3 separate regions of the Mus musculus genome follow, and regions 1 and 3 are each linked to region 2. A link is a contact called in public HiChIP or PLAC-seq data. All regions are on one chromosome and are shown on one strand. Each heading gives the region's core, a stretch centred on a gene start, on an enhancer-like site or on the middle of the called end of the contact. The rest is flanking DNA. Distances are from core to core; before and after follow the strand shown. Region 1 has its middle 61 kb from the start of Lhx1os. Region 2 holds the start of Lhx1os (LIM homeobox 1, opposite strand). Region 3 has its middle 37 kb from the start of Lhx1os.

The links. HiChIP or PLAC-seq counts read pairs in DNA pulled down with a chosen protein or histone mark.
Region 1: an H3K27ac HiChIP or PLAC-seq map of differentiating embryonic stem cells shows a contact between it and region 2, with 3 times the contacts expected there. The contact joins the enhancer-like site here to the promoter of Lhx1os in region 2. A contact is called at or near these places in 1 of 39 promoter capture datasets (embryonic stem cells), 5 of 484 Hi-C or Micro-C datasets (cerebellar granule neurons, embryonic fibroblasts, nephron progenitors and 2 more), 12 of 115 datasets of contacts at active chromatin or transcription factors (bone marrow-derived macrophages, differentiating embryonic stem cells, embryonic forebrain and 6 more) and 2 of 9 other capture datasets (liver and pancreatic islet).
Region 3: a contact with region 2 is called in an H3K27ac HiChIP or PLAC-seq map of differentiating embryonic stem cells, with 3 times the contacts expected there. The contact joins the enhancer-like site here to the promoter of Lhx1os in region 2. A contact is called at or near these places in 2 of 39 promoter capture datasets (embryonic stem cells and macrophages), 3 of 484 Hi-C or Micro-C datasets (the G1E-ER4 cell line, cerebellar granule neurons and cerebellum), 11 of 115 datasets of contacts at active chromatin or transcription factors (the SCID.adh cell line, bone marrow-derived macrophages, differentiating embryonic stem cells and 5 more) and 3 of 9 other capture datasets (adipose tissue, liver and pancreatic islet).

What each region holds. Positions count from the first base shown.
Region 1 is chr11:84,584,362-84,587,974 of GRCm38.p6, forward strand. No RefSeq gene overlaps it. Among named protein-coding and RNA genes, the nearest start is that of Lhx1os, 61 kb to the left of the region's middle. Within about 2 kb of position 1,415, at least 10 of the 459 cell types and tissues checked have an H3K27ac peak or open chromatin away from gene starts, as enhancers often do. A contact at or near this core is called in differentiating embryonic stem cells, where this site is marked.
Region 2 is chr11:84,524,100-84,527,837 of GRCm38.p6, forward strand. Lhx1os (LIM homeobox 1, opposite strand) reads left to right here and starts at 1,561. Exons shown (of 4, transcript NR_038057.1): 1 at 1,561-1,649. Lhx1 (LIM homeobox protein 1) reads right to left here and starts at 1,435. Exons shown (of 5, transcript NM_008498.3): 1 at 1-1,435. The coding sequence starts at 76.
Region 3 is chr11:84,560,777-84,564,508 of GRCm38.p6, forward strand. No RefSeq gene overlaps it. Among named protein-coding and RNA genes, the nearest start is that of Lhx1os, 37 kb to the left of the region's middle. Within about 2 kb of position 2,350, at least 17 of the 459 cell types and tissues checked have an H3K27ac peak or open chromatin away from gene starts, as enhancers often do. A contact at or near this core is called in cerebellum and differentiating embryonic stem cells, where this site is marked.

The DNA of each region.
Region 1 (3,613 bases), core at 165-2,664, 60 kb after region 2:
TCACGCCTAGATGAGTCCATGGTGTGGCCAGAGAATTGTAGACAGGAGCAAGGACTTGTGGTGAACTATGAAATGTACAATAGTTAGGGTGTCTTGTGGACATCGATTCCTCTTCTACGGTATGTCAAGGAAGGATTCAATGAAATTGTATGTAAAAATGGGTGAATGGGAGTTTCCTAAAGAGACACAAGTATGAACACACATATGTATGAAGAATATCTGAGTTGGGAATTGATGAAATCTGTTAGACAGATTATCTTCCAATCGGTGGAGACAGTGTTGAGAGATACATCTGGGAAGGTCACAGAATGGAGACTCTATGATCCCTGAAGACTTTAGGCTGTTTCTCAGGGAGAGACACTTGTTGGAAATACAAAGAGAGATCCTAACTCCTGGTGAGGGCCCATTTCTTGATTTACCTGACCTCCAAGCTTCTCTTTCCCTATTGGTAGGATGGAAATGATGCTGACAGCTGGGTCACCTTGTTATTTAAGTGCTTCCCAGACTGGCCAGGGAAAAGTAGCCAATAAATGCTGGAGAGAGTCCTTGCTCTTATGTTGCTATTCAAAGGAAGACAGGAGCAGCCCAGGTTCTCACGTGGGTGCTTGAAGTCTGTGTGGCTTTAGACACTCAGGTGCCCTAGCTTCAGTAGAGCCTCTGTGGAGTGGCAATAACAATAACTACCTTGCCGGGCTTCTGAGAGGGCCAGAGAGTCAGCTGAGGACACCTGACCTGATGCCAGGGTGTCCACAGTGTCAGTTTCTAGGATGCCATTTTTTATCATGTTTTTAATCTTTAGGTAGCACAGAGTAGGTGCTTTATACACATCACCTCAGCTCCTTCTATGCCTCCCATATTGTTCATGCCCCTCCACTCCATTTTCCCACTGGATGGTGTGCAGGGTCTGCTGTTGCATAAAAGACAGTAATGCTTCAGTGTTGAGATCTGGAGAAAGCAAGATGAGGCTTTGCCACTTGGGACCTCTGGACCTCTGAAGCTCTGGCTGTGGAATGGGACTGTCAACAGAGGGGACTTGTGAACAGGCACCTGATAGGACTACGGAAAGTACAATTGAGGTGAGGTCTGTGGCACAACACCCAGGGCCTGGCACATGTAAGGATTCTGAGCACGGGACCAAGGGTTACTCCCCTTTCTTATGTGAGTCTAAGACTCAGACTGGGCCTTGTGTGAAGGGGCCCTGTGGTCAGGAGCGGAAAGGGATGGTAGAACCAGGGTGGGAAGGCCAGGGATGCCAGGTAGAGTGGCTCTGAATGGATTTCCATCTGCTTCCCCATGATTCTCTGGACTGCGGTCTTGGTCTGAGGGCTCCTCCTGCAGACCTTTGGAGACAGAGCAAGGCCATGGGCACCCTATTGGGGCAGGGCTGCCTCTCTGGCCTCAGCTGTCTCCTGCTGGGGCTGTAGTGAAAGGAAAGGCCATTTGCAATTCAGATGGGGCAGATGGGAGAACTTTGTAGGGAGGGGAATGGGGGACACGCTTGAGTCAGCTGTCTCACTTCTCACAGACATCCTGACCCTAGAGCAGCCCTTCTCAGCCTGGTGCCTGGCCTCTCAGATCACAACCCACTTAGGGCACACTCTCTGTGTGCATGAGGAAGGAGACACGATTACCATCCCACTTTAAACACAAGTGAGGCCCAAAGAGGCAAAGCTACTCGCTCAAGGTCACATAGCCAAGGGCAGAGCAGCAGCATACAGCACACTGTCTGGCTTCAGAGCACACGTTTTTATTCACGCTGAGTATCAGAGCATCATTCAAACTCTTCCCAATGTCAACACCTCCTCGCCTGTGCCTGGAAGTCCCAAAGGATGCTGTGTGAAGCCTGTCTGATGCAGTCTATGTTCTTCCTGTTTCTGGGACAACTCTTCCTGTCCCATAGAGCTGTTCTGGGGTCACCTTAACAGAAAGGTCATGAAACCCAGGCCCTTTTGATTTCCTGGGCCTCATGGGACCTCTGACTATCAGAGAGGAGATAGATTTACAGCAAATGGCCAGGCAGGGCTTGTGTAGGGACTCACAAATAGTTGACTCTGGATATCAATTTCCAGGGACAAAGATGAATCTTGGACCAAGAAGCTCAGATTGCTAGGGCTGCAGGCTTGGCCCCTTCCCTTCCCGTTTCTGCAAACAGGGGACTTGCCACAGGTGGAGCCCTTCTCCATAGTCTCACCCCACACCCATCCACCACATGGCCAGCAAGGCAGAGGCCTAAGGCTCCATCTTACAAATGGGTCAGGCTAACAATGTCCACTCGGGTCAGTGTGGGGTGTGATGGAAAGAAGAGCCCATTTTCATCCCCCAGCCTCCAGCCCATCTCCCTTTCCCATTCCTTGGAGGGGAATGGATGAGCAGTACTTGGAACTTCCTTCTTCAACAGTCATTTCTCTGTGGAACTTCATTGCCTCCTATCCATTCATCTGGGTAAGAGGCAACGTTTTAGGTGACAGATAAAAAGCCAGTGACAATCCAGGACCAATTCTCCTCCATGCTGAAGCTGGGCTTTGGCCTCACTGGTTCTGTGATCTTGGGCAAGTCTCTACCTCCATTGTCACATCTGTGAAATGGGTGGAGAGTCTTTCCTGGGCTGGATTAGTTCATAATCCAGTCAGCTCCTGCATGAGCCCTGTATCTTTCACATTAATAGCTGTTGGTCCCAACAGCTCCCCCACAGGTTCTTGGTTCGATCATGGGGCAGGCCTCCTCCTTCTGTGACCTCTAACCCCATCTTCTCCTCCCCCAATTCCTTCTCAACGGGAGGCTGTGAGTCCCTCCCCGCCCCTCCCCCTCCACGCGGCCCAGGGGGCCAGAGAAATTAGACCGAATCAAAGCAGAAAATGAGTTTTCATTCATCTTGGAATGATGCGAGAGGTTACGAGCAAGACAAATAGCAGCCTCCCCCTCTTCCTTTATCACTGTCACCGCAATTAATAGGCTGTGGCCTTCGTTATCCAGGCCTTGCTAAGGAGAGAGCAGCCCCGGGCGACGCTAACGAGGGAGAGGAAGCAGGCTGGCTCCCACCAAGAGCCTTCCTGTGGCCATATGCTCACCTGGCCCTCCAGAGCTGCTGTTGGGGTGCAGAGAAGCTTAGGAGGCACCACAGCACGTGTGGGGGAGCCAACTGAGGCCTGCATGAGAGGAGGACAGTGTCCCCTGACACCCCAAGAGTGCCCAGCCAGCTTGTGGGTGATAATCCACTGTCTGATCTCTCGAGTATGTCTGGAGTCCCAGTTACGAGCTGCATACAGTTTCCTCCTCACACCACAACCTGTGATCCCAACCTCTGTTCTCTTATTTCTTTGAGGAGGAAATTGGCATCAGGAGAAGGACAGTTGTTTGTCTAGAACTGAGCAGATCTGGAAGAGAGTCAGGATTTGAACAAATGTCTGCTCAGACTCAAAACTAGACTCCCTCATTACTAAATTCCCTTGTCTAGGGATGAGGAGCAGTGACTGAGAGACAGGTTCCAGCCTCTGGTTCTAGATTTGGAGTATGGAAAGAGCTGGAGCATCCAAGTGACTCATCGTGAGCTCTTCACCCTCACTTGCAACCAGGTACTTCTTCAAGTATAAGAAGATACTGAAAGGTGTTTGCT
Region 2 (3,738 bases), core at 311-2,810:
CGTGCCAGGCCCTGTCCAACACGTTCAAGAGGAAACGGTCCAGGATGGGCCTTTTGCAGCCCGCACAGTGCACCATGGTCTTTGGTTTGGTCCGGTGAGGCCCGGAGCGACAGGGCAATTAGAGTCGAGGGGATGACTTCTGAAGACAACCAGCTCCTCCAAAAAGAAGAAACCCTCTCTAGTTGGGCAAGCAAAAAACCCGTACTAGCAAATCAAAAGGGGGAGAGACCAGGCTGGTAGAGGGCAGCCCCGGAGTCCCGGGGCAACGGGATGGAGCAGCGCCACCTCAGCTCACCGGGCGAGGAAAATCAGTCTCAAGCGGGCTAGAAAGCGGCTCTTCTGCTCAAAGCCCGCGAAGGAGTGAAGGTCACCGTGAGAGGCGGCGGGACGTAAATAAATAAAATGGAAACAGACGAAAAGGAAGACGCCAAGAGCTCAGGATTCGGGAAAGCTGGGTTCTCTCCAGCTTGAGGTAGAGCTGTCAGAAGTCAAAGTGCATCTGCTTTTGTCAGAGTATGAAGGCAGGTTGTGTGCGTGTCAGACTGCCCACCACCGGGTTTTCCCCTTTAAAAAAAACACGGAAAGAAAAGAACACGGGAGTAGAAAGCTTTGGATCCTACATTGCCGGTTTCTTGCAGTGAGTTGGGACGCTCTGGGCGCCCGCGCTGGGCCTGGGGAGGGGGCGGGGGCAGACCGAGGTGTGGGGGAGATGGCGGGTTGGGTAGGATATTTTGTTGATTGTAGTTGTTGCTTAGGTAGCCCCCACCCCTTTGGAGAGTTTTCTTTTTTGTGCCAGTCAAAAATGGAAAGGGACCGTCCGCTTCGGGCGGACGCAGCCGGGCGCACTCGCTCGCTCCCCACCGCCCCAGCCCTGTCACCTCGGCCGGTGGCCTGCCAGGCAGTCTGCCGCGTCCTCCGAGCGGCCCTCCCTGCGCTTGGACTCCTGGGGAGGCAACACGGTCTGGCTCTTCACTGCGCCTGGACGAGCATCCTGGCTTCAGTCACAACTCGCGGCCGCTTGGGCGCGCAGCCTTGCATCGCTCGGCCCACGATCCCGCTGCCTGTGTTCCGGCCCCACAGTCGCTCGACTTTTTTTTTTTTCCTTGTCCCCCCCACCTCTCTTTTTGTGCGGTGGCAAATCTGGGTTTTCTTTCTAGTCTCCTTCCTTTCTTTTTCCCTCCCTTTTTCTTTTCCTTGGTCAACGCGAGAAGCCAGGGGAGGGGGCGTCTTGGAGAGCTTTAGAATGTCCTGGGGCTGCGGCTATAGAAGGCCAGCGGCTGGAACAGTTTGGCGCGGATTGCCGGTGTCGCTGTCCGGCCCGCGGGTTCCTTGTTGGCTCTCCCCAGGCGCGCGTCCCTCGGTCCCTAGTCTCCTGGCCCAGTCTTCCGCGCGTCTCTCCCCAGCTCCAGCGGCTCGGTCACTGCTCCTGGCTGTTGGCTGAGCCCTGGAAGCCCCCTCGCCTTAATGCAGCGCCCGCCGACGTCACGGCAGTCTGTGACCAATCAGCGCCTCGCGGTCCTTCTGTAAACCATTCTGCGTCCCCCCCGGCCGGGGAGAATGCGGGGAGACCGCGTTTAGAGGATCAGTGGCGGCGGGCCCGCGCGGTGCCGGCGACTAGCAGCGAGATGTCCTGGCCCCTTCCAGGTTTGGTAAGACGTCCGTTTCGGCATCAAGGATTGACAGTAGGCGGGAGGAAGCGCGGAAAGGAGGCGCGGAGGAAGTCAGAGTTCTGGGTGGGGGTAAAAGCAAACCTATATATTTAAAAAGACTTGTTGGGATTAGATTGCAGCGAGATCTGGAAGCTTGGGAGGTCCTAGTACACTGGTTTTGCAAATCACTAGGTGTTGATAGCCCGCCCCTTGTTCGTTTGGCCTGGAAATTGCCCCCGGCGTAGCTCGAGTCTAAGGAGAGGTAGGGGGCGCTTGGCAGCGTAATCTCGCCTTCTGTCTGTTTCGGTGCCTCCTCCCCCTGTCCATCCAAAGTCCACCCGGCAGGGAGTCTGGGAGACACGAGTGTCGATCTCCCGCTGCGCTCACTTGCAAAGTTGATTCGGGCGATTTCCTGATGGGGGCGGGAGAAACCGGAGGCCCGGCGCCAGGGTGGGAGAAAGAGTGGGTGGGGAAGCGCTTCGGGTGAGGAGCTCCAACTCTGGCAAGAAGTTGTGAGAAAATTGTGATCCGGAGACACCTTTTACAAACAAAAACAAATGACTAGGTGGGAAACGGCGGGGCTCCCGCAGCTGGGGGGAGGTGGTAGCAGCGGGGGACTGCACCGTAGCAGCAGGGGAGGGAGGCTTGTGGCGCACTGACCGAATATGCCTGGCTCCCATTCCGGTCGTCCCTTTTCCAGGCTTCGAACAAGTTCCTTTCTTCGGACGTCAACCGACCTACCAGAGTTTATTCCTTAGGAATGTTACACTTTCCCAATTCTGTCCACGTTGTAAATTCCTGGCCACCTTCTTTGGGGGACGGCGACGAATCTGCCTAAGTGTGGAAATCGATGCGGGTCCTGAAGGCTTGAGCTTTAAAGAGTATTCTAGTTCCCAGGAGCACTCAAGTTAAGCATAGCAGCCCCCCCTCCCCCAAGCTTAACCCAAACATCTCAAAGTGGTGCCACTTCTGCTCTTATTTGGGGGAGGTGCTAGGAAAGCCCATTTGATCAAACTTGGAAGGACCCTGCAGCCAAATCTAGATGGAATTTCAGAATCTGTCTTTAGAGTTATTTCATCTATGAGCCTAGCAGATCTTCTACAGGGCTAAATTAGGAGAAAAGTGTGCAGAAACGCGGTTGGACTGGCAGTGAATCCGCATCCACTAACACAATACCCTTTTCCAGCGAAGAGAGAAGAAGCTGTTACGAATCTAGCTTTTGTTTGATGAGGTTGTTGGGTTTTTATAGGGCTGTGCCAATGACCCCTTTTCTCTCTCTTGCACCACCTGGCAACCCCGAAACTCATCAGCAGCTCTGGCCTTCCCACCCGCATGATCTTTGCTTTGTAAATCCAACCCGCCACGGCCTGCTTCACACGCCTTCTTAGAGATTTGCTCCCACCCCACCCCCGACCTCTGAGTGCGGGACCTCTAAAGCATTCTCGGTACCCCTGTCCACATACCCATTCCCATGGAGCGGCTGTGGACCAAAGTAGTGCAGCCAATAGTTCTCAAGCATAAATCCCTCTCCTGGTCCTTCCTAGGCTTAGACTCAGGGCTGATCAGGGTAAGAAGGCGACCTTCCCACCTAAAGGGCAGGTTTGGACTGAGCGCCGGCGATTTTCCTGCGAGCCCAACACTTCCTAGAACAAGTCGATTAATACCCAGAATTCAGACACCCCAGGAAGAGCCAAGTGAGGAGCGCGAGATCCTGTTATCCCGAAGACACCCAAGCGGCTGCCAAAAAGAAGGGGCCGTTGGTCCCTTTGCTCTCCATTTCCAGCTGTTCCAGAACTAGCTGCTATCTCTCTGGACTCACCAGCCCCTCTAGGAAATCTGTGAGTCGCCCAGGTCGCCAGCGGCTCACACCCCGCGCTGCTGGGTTACTTCACCTGTAAAGCAGAGGGGTCCGGGAAGGGGGGACTAGGAAATTGCTGTCCTAAGAACCTGTAGGGTCACACTGTACTCTATTGCCCGACTTTTCCGATTGGCATCTTCCTTTGGTAGTGGAGGGGAGATTGTTTAAGTAATTTAGGGTGCGATGACTTTGAGACCCACTTATGGGAGAGAGGGCATCTTTTAGAGACCT
Region 3 (3,732 bases), core at 1,100-3,599, 37 kb after region 2:
CTAGGCTACAGGAGACTCTGTGTCAAAAGGGGAAAAAATCCAAAGCAAAACCACCCTCCAATCTTTAACCTACCTATGAAGTCCACATTCCTTGTTCTGAGTTACAAGACCACATCCCAGCCCTACCACTCCCTTCTCAGTCTGGCCACAGACAGTAGCATCTTGCTTTTCCTGTGCCTGTTCATGTAATAGTCTCCCCTGGGTACCAGTTGGAAAAACCAAGCACATCTCTGCTTTTGCTGAGGCCACATCAAGTCCTGCTTCTTCAACCAGGAGGGTTTCCTCCAAGTCTCCAGTTGGAAATTGCTTTTCAAACTTACCTACATCTCTTTTATTACTTGTGACACTCTTTAAGTTTGTGTTAAGCTATTCCATGCCTGATAGCTGAGCTGCCATTCGGGAGGAAGATAACAGTTTCCAAGTTTGAATTGCTAGCATTGCCCCTAGATCCACCGAAAAGCCAGGCCCAGGAGGGACTCATGAACACTGAAAGCATGACTATGCCTATGTCTAGGGAGGGTGATGGGTCTGTGAGGCCCTGGTACAATGTGAGGGCATTTTTCCCTCACTGGGGAAGAGACTTTGTCACCCCTCACTGCACACAGCCTTATGCAGGGTCCTCTGGAGGGAAGCTCGGCACATACCCATTATAGCTCATCCACACCCACCAGCCTGGCCACAGAAGAGGGGCCTGACGAGACTAGACGGTGAGGCAGCCACATTCCAGACGGGTGAGGCACACCTGGGAGGTCACAGGTCTGGCTCAGACCCACCTGTGTTCACTCAAGCTTTACAGTCCCCCTCCTCTTCAGTGACCCAGGGTTCGAATCCTCACTGCCCCTTGTGAGATCTTTCAGGATCTCCTCTGATCTGTGGAGGCTGCCAGGGCTGGAGAGGAGCTCTGGGAAGGCCTGCGGGGGGGGGGGGGGCACGTCTGGCATCTGGGAACCAAGAGTCTGGCTCTCCTGGAAGCCAGTGCTGCCAAGCTGCAGATTCGCGGGAAGCCACATCAGCCCAAGCTTAACCTAGGAAGGCAGATGTATTGCCAAAAACCACATATGCCAAGCAGCACTTGATTGCAAAGCCAAACATTTTTTTTTTTGGCTTGATCATTGTTTGGGGTTACTATGCCACAGTTAATGCTCTGCTGGTGAAAGCAATGGCCTGCCTGGGCTTCGGCAGGTGTGATAGCTTCCTTGTGTACAGAGGTGTGTGTGTGTGTGTGTGTGTGTGTGTGTGTGTGTGTGTGTGTGTGTGTGTACTCCCACACATGGGGACTCTCTGGAGCCATGCAAGCAAGTGTGCACGTGTTTGCACATAGCCACTCAGATAACGTTGTCACAGCAAGACTAGGCAGACTGGAACATATTGCTCGAAGAAATAAAGGCTGGTTAGAGAAATGCCAGGGGATAAACAGTATAGGAAATGAAAGAGGAATCCAGATACAAAGGTGCCTACGCCCGGAGTCCTAGCTACTTGGGAAGCTGAGGTTGCAGGATCATGTGAGCTCAGAAGTTCAACATAGGCCTAGTCAACATAGCAAGGCCATATCACAAATGATGCACAAATGTAGAATGTGTAGACTGGCTGTCAGGAGCACAAATGCCAGCCCTCTCCCAGGTTTGAATCCTCTCTGGCAATTCCCTCAGCCAACACTGCCTCAGTTTCTCACCTACCCAGTAGAGATCAGAATAACAGCCTCTACTGATTAGAGTCAGCAGAGGAATAAGAAAGTGAATGCTTGTGAAGTAAGTGTATGCAGAAGGAGGAGAGCAGAGGCAGGCGGATTTCTGAATTCGAGGCCAGCCTGGTCTACAAAGTGAGTTTCAGGACAGCCAGGGCTATACAGAGAAACCCTGCCTCGGAAAAAAAAAAAGAAAGAGAGAGAGAGACAGAGAGGGAGGGAGGGAGGGAGGGAGAGAGAGAGAGAGAGAGAGAGAGAGAGAGAGAGAGAGAGAGAGAGAGAGAGAGAGAGAGAAGAAAAAACAGAAGGAACAGAGAAGGGTTTCCCTCAGGAGCCTTTCCTTTTTCAGCCCCTCCCCCTCCATAGTCTCTCCTGCATCACTTCCCCAGTTAACAACATCCTGGACTCTGCCAGAGACAGTTGGGCCCAGGGAGCACCTGCTGCTGCCAGGGAAAACCCGCCAAAGGGGAGTGGGAGCTGGGGAGGTGGAGACGTGGTCTGTGATCACTTGCCTGTCACTTTTCCCCTCCCCACTTCTGTTTCTCTCACCATGATCCCAGGGGCAGGGGGTTGTGGGCCCGCAGCAGTGGGAGCACTCCAAAGAGCAGACAATCCGCCATTCTCTAGTGGGCTGGGGGTCAGGCCCTTCCTCGCTCCATCTGCCCCAGCTGAAGCCGGTACTATCCGTTCTGCCTGCGCAGCCTAGTGGAGCCCAGTGCAGCCACAGTGCAGGCCTTGCTGTGTGCTCCTTTTCCAGAGCTCTGCTGCCTGAGCCGCAGTCTCTTCTCATCCTGAGGTTCTGTCTCTGTACCTCACCAGCCTCTCTGGCTGTCTTGTCTCTGGGTCTTCTGTCTAGGTGCAGAGAGCACAGGTCCAGAATGCCACACTCTTTCACATAGTTCTTTCTGTTCCCGGGCCAAAGACCTGGCCACTAAGCATCTGGACGAGCTGGCTCTCTGCGCTCTAGCCTTCCAGGATCTGGCTCACCATCTCTTTCCCTCTGCTTTGTAGCTCCTGTGACCTTCCCGATCCTCTACCCTATTCCTGTCCAGAGCAGCTCGCTTCCCTCCAGTCTTAGCCAGAGGCTCATAGTGAAGCTGTCCCTGACCCACAGACTGGGAGGTGGAGAATCACCATGGCAACAGGGAAAGCCTCCCCTTCCTCTTCCATTCCTTTTCACGGAAGGGGTTGGGAATATGGAGCTAGGAGTAGAGCCCTCAGGGACCCAGGATGGAGACTGGCAGAGGTGGTGGTGGGGCGGGGTGGGTACTCAATGAGACATTTGTGAGACTGTTCCAACTGTGGAACCTCAGTCAGAGGAACTGAGCGCACCCAAGTGTGTTCTAGTGAGGATACAGCCAACAGATGAGTTGTCCTGTGTGGCTGTGACTCTCCGGATAGCCCATTAGACACAGAGCCTCCCCTCATTCTGAACCCACAGTACGGCCATGCTCCAGAGTTGTGTACTGAGGATCTGCACTTAAAGATTTGCCCTAATCAGCCCCCATGCTACCAGAGTGGAGGAGCCGCCAGGTCACTGAAGGCTGCCCACTGGCCCCTGTGGGAATCCTGGCTTGGTCACACAAAATCAGGTGCAAGCTCCCCTAAAGCTTAGCATGCACTGCTCTCAGGGCAGTAACACTGGCGGCAGAGGGTGATGTGAGAATTACCCTCGCTTTGCACCCAGCTTGGGGGCTTCGGCTTCTTGCTCTGGGTTCTGCCACCTCCACCGAGACTGGCAGGGTCTATTATGGGAGCAGGGTTCCCTCCCAGGGGCCTGCCCCAGCCTGGGCCTTCGCTGTCGTTATGTGTTACAAGACACTGAGAATTCTCGACACTGGAGCAACATGAAATCATTAAGGCAAAACAATAAATAAAGGTCTAGAAGTTATTACAGAGCTGACAGCACACAATGCCATCCTGCAAAGCAAATATGAATTATTCTAGAACATTTTAAAATGAAAAATCCTCTCTTCTTCCTGCCCAGCCCTGTAATCTATTAACTCCCCTCTCTGTCCCCTCACCAGTGTGGAGAGCAGCTGGGCCAC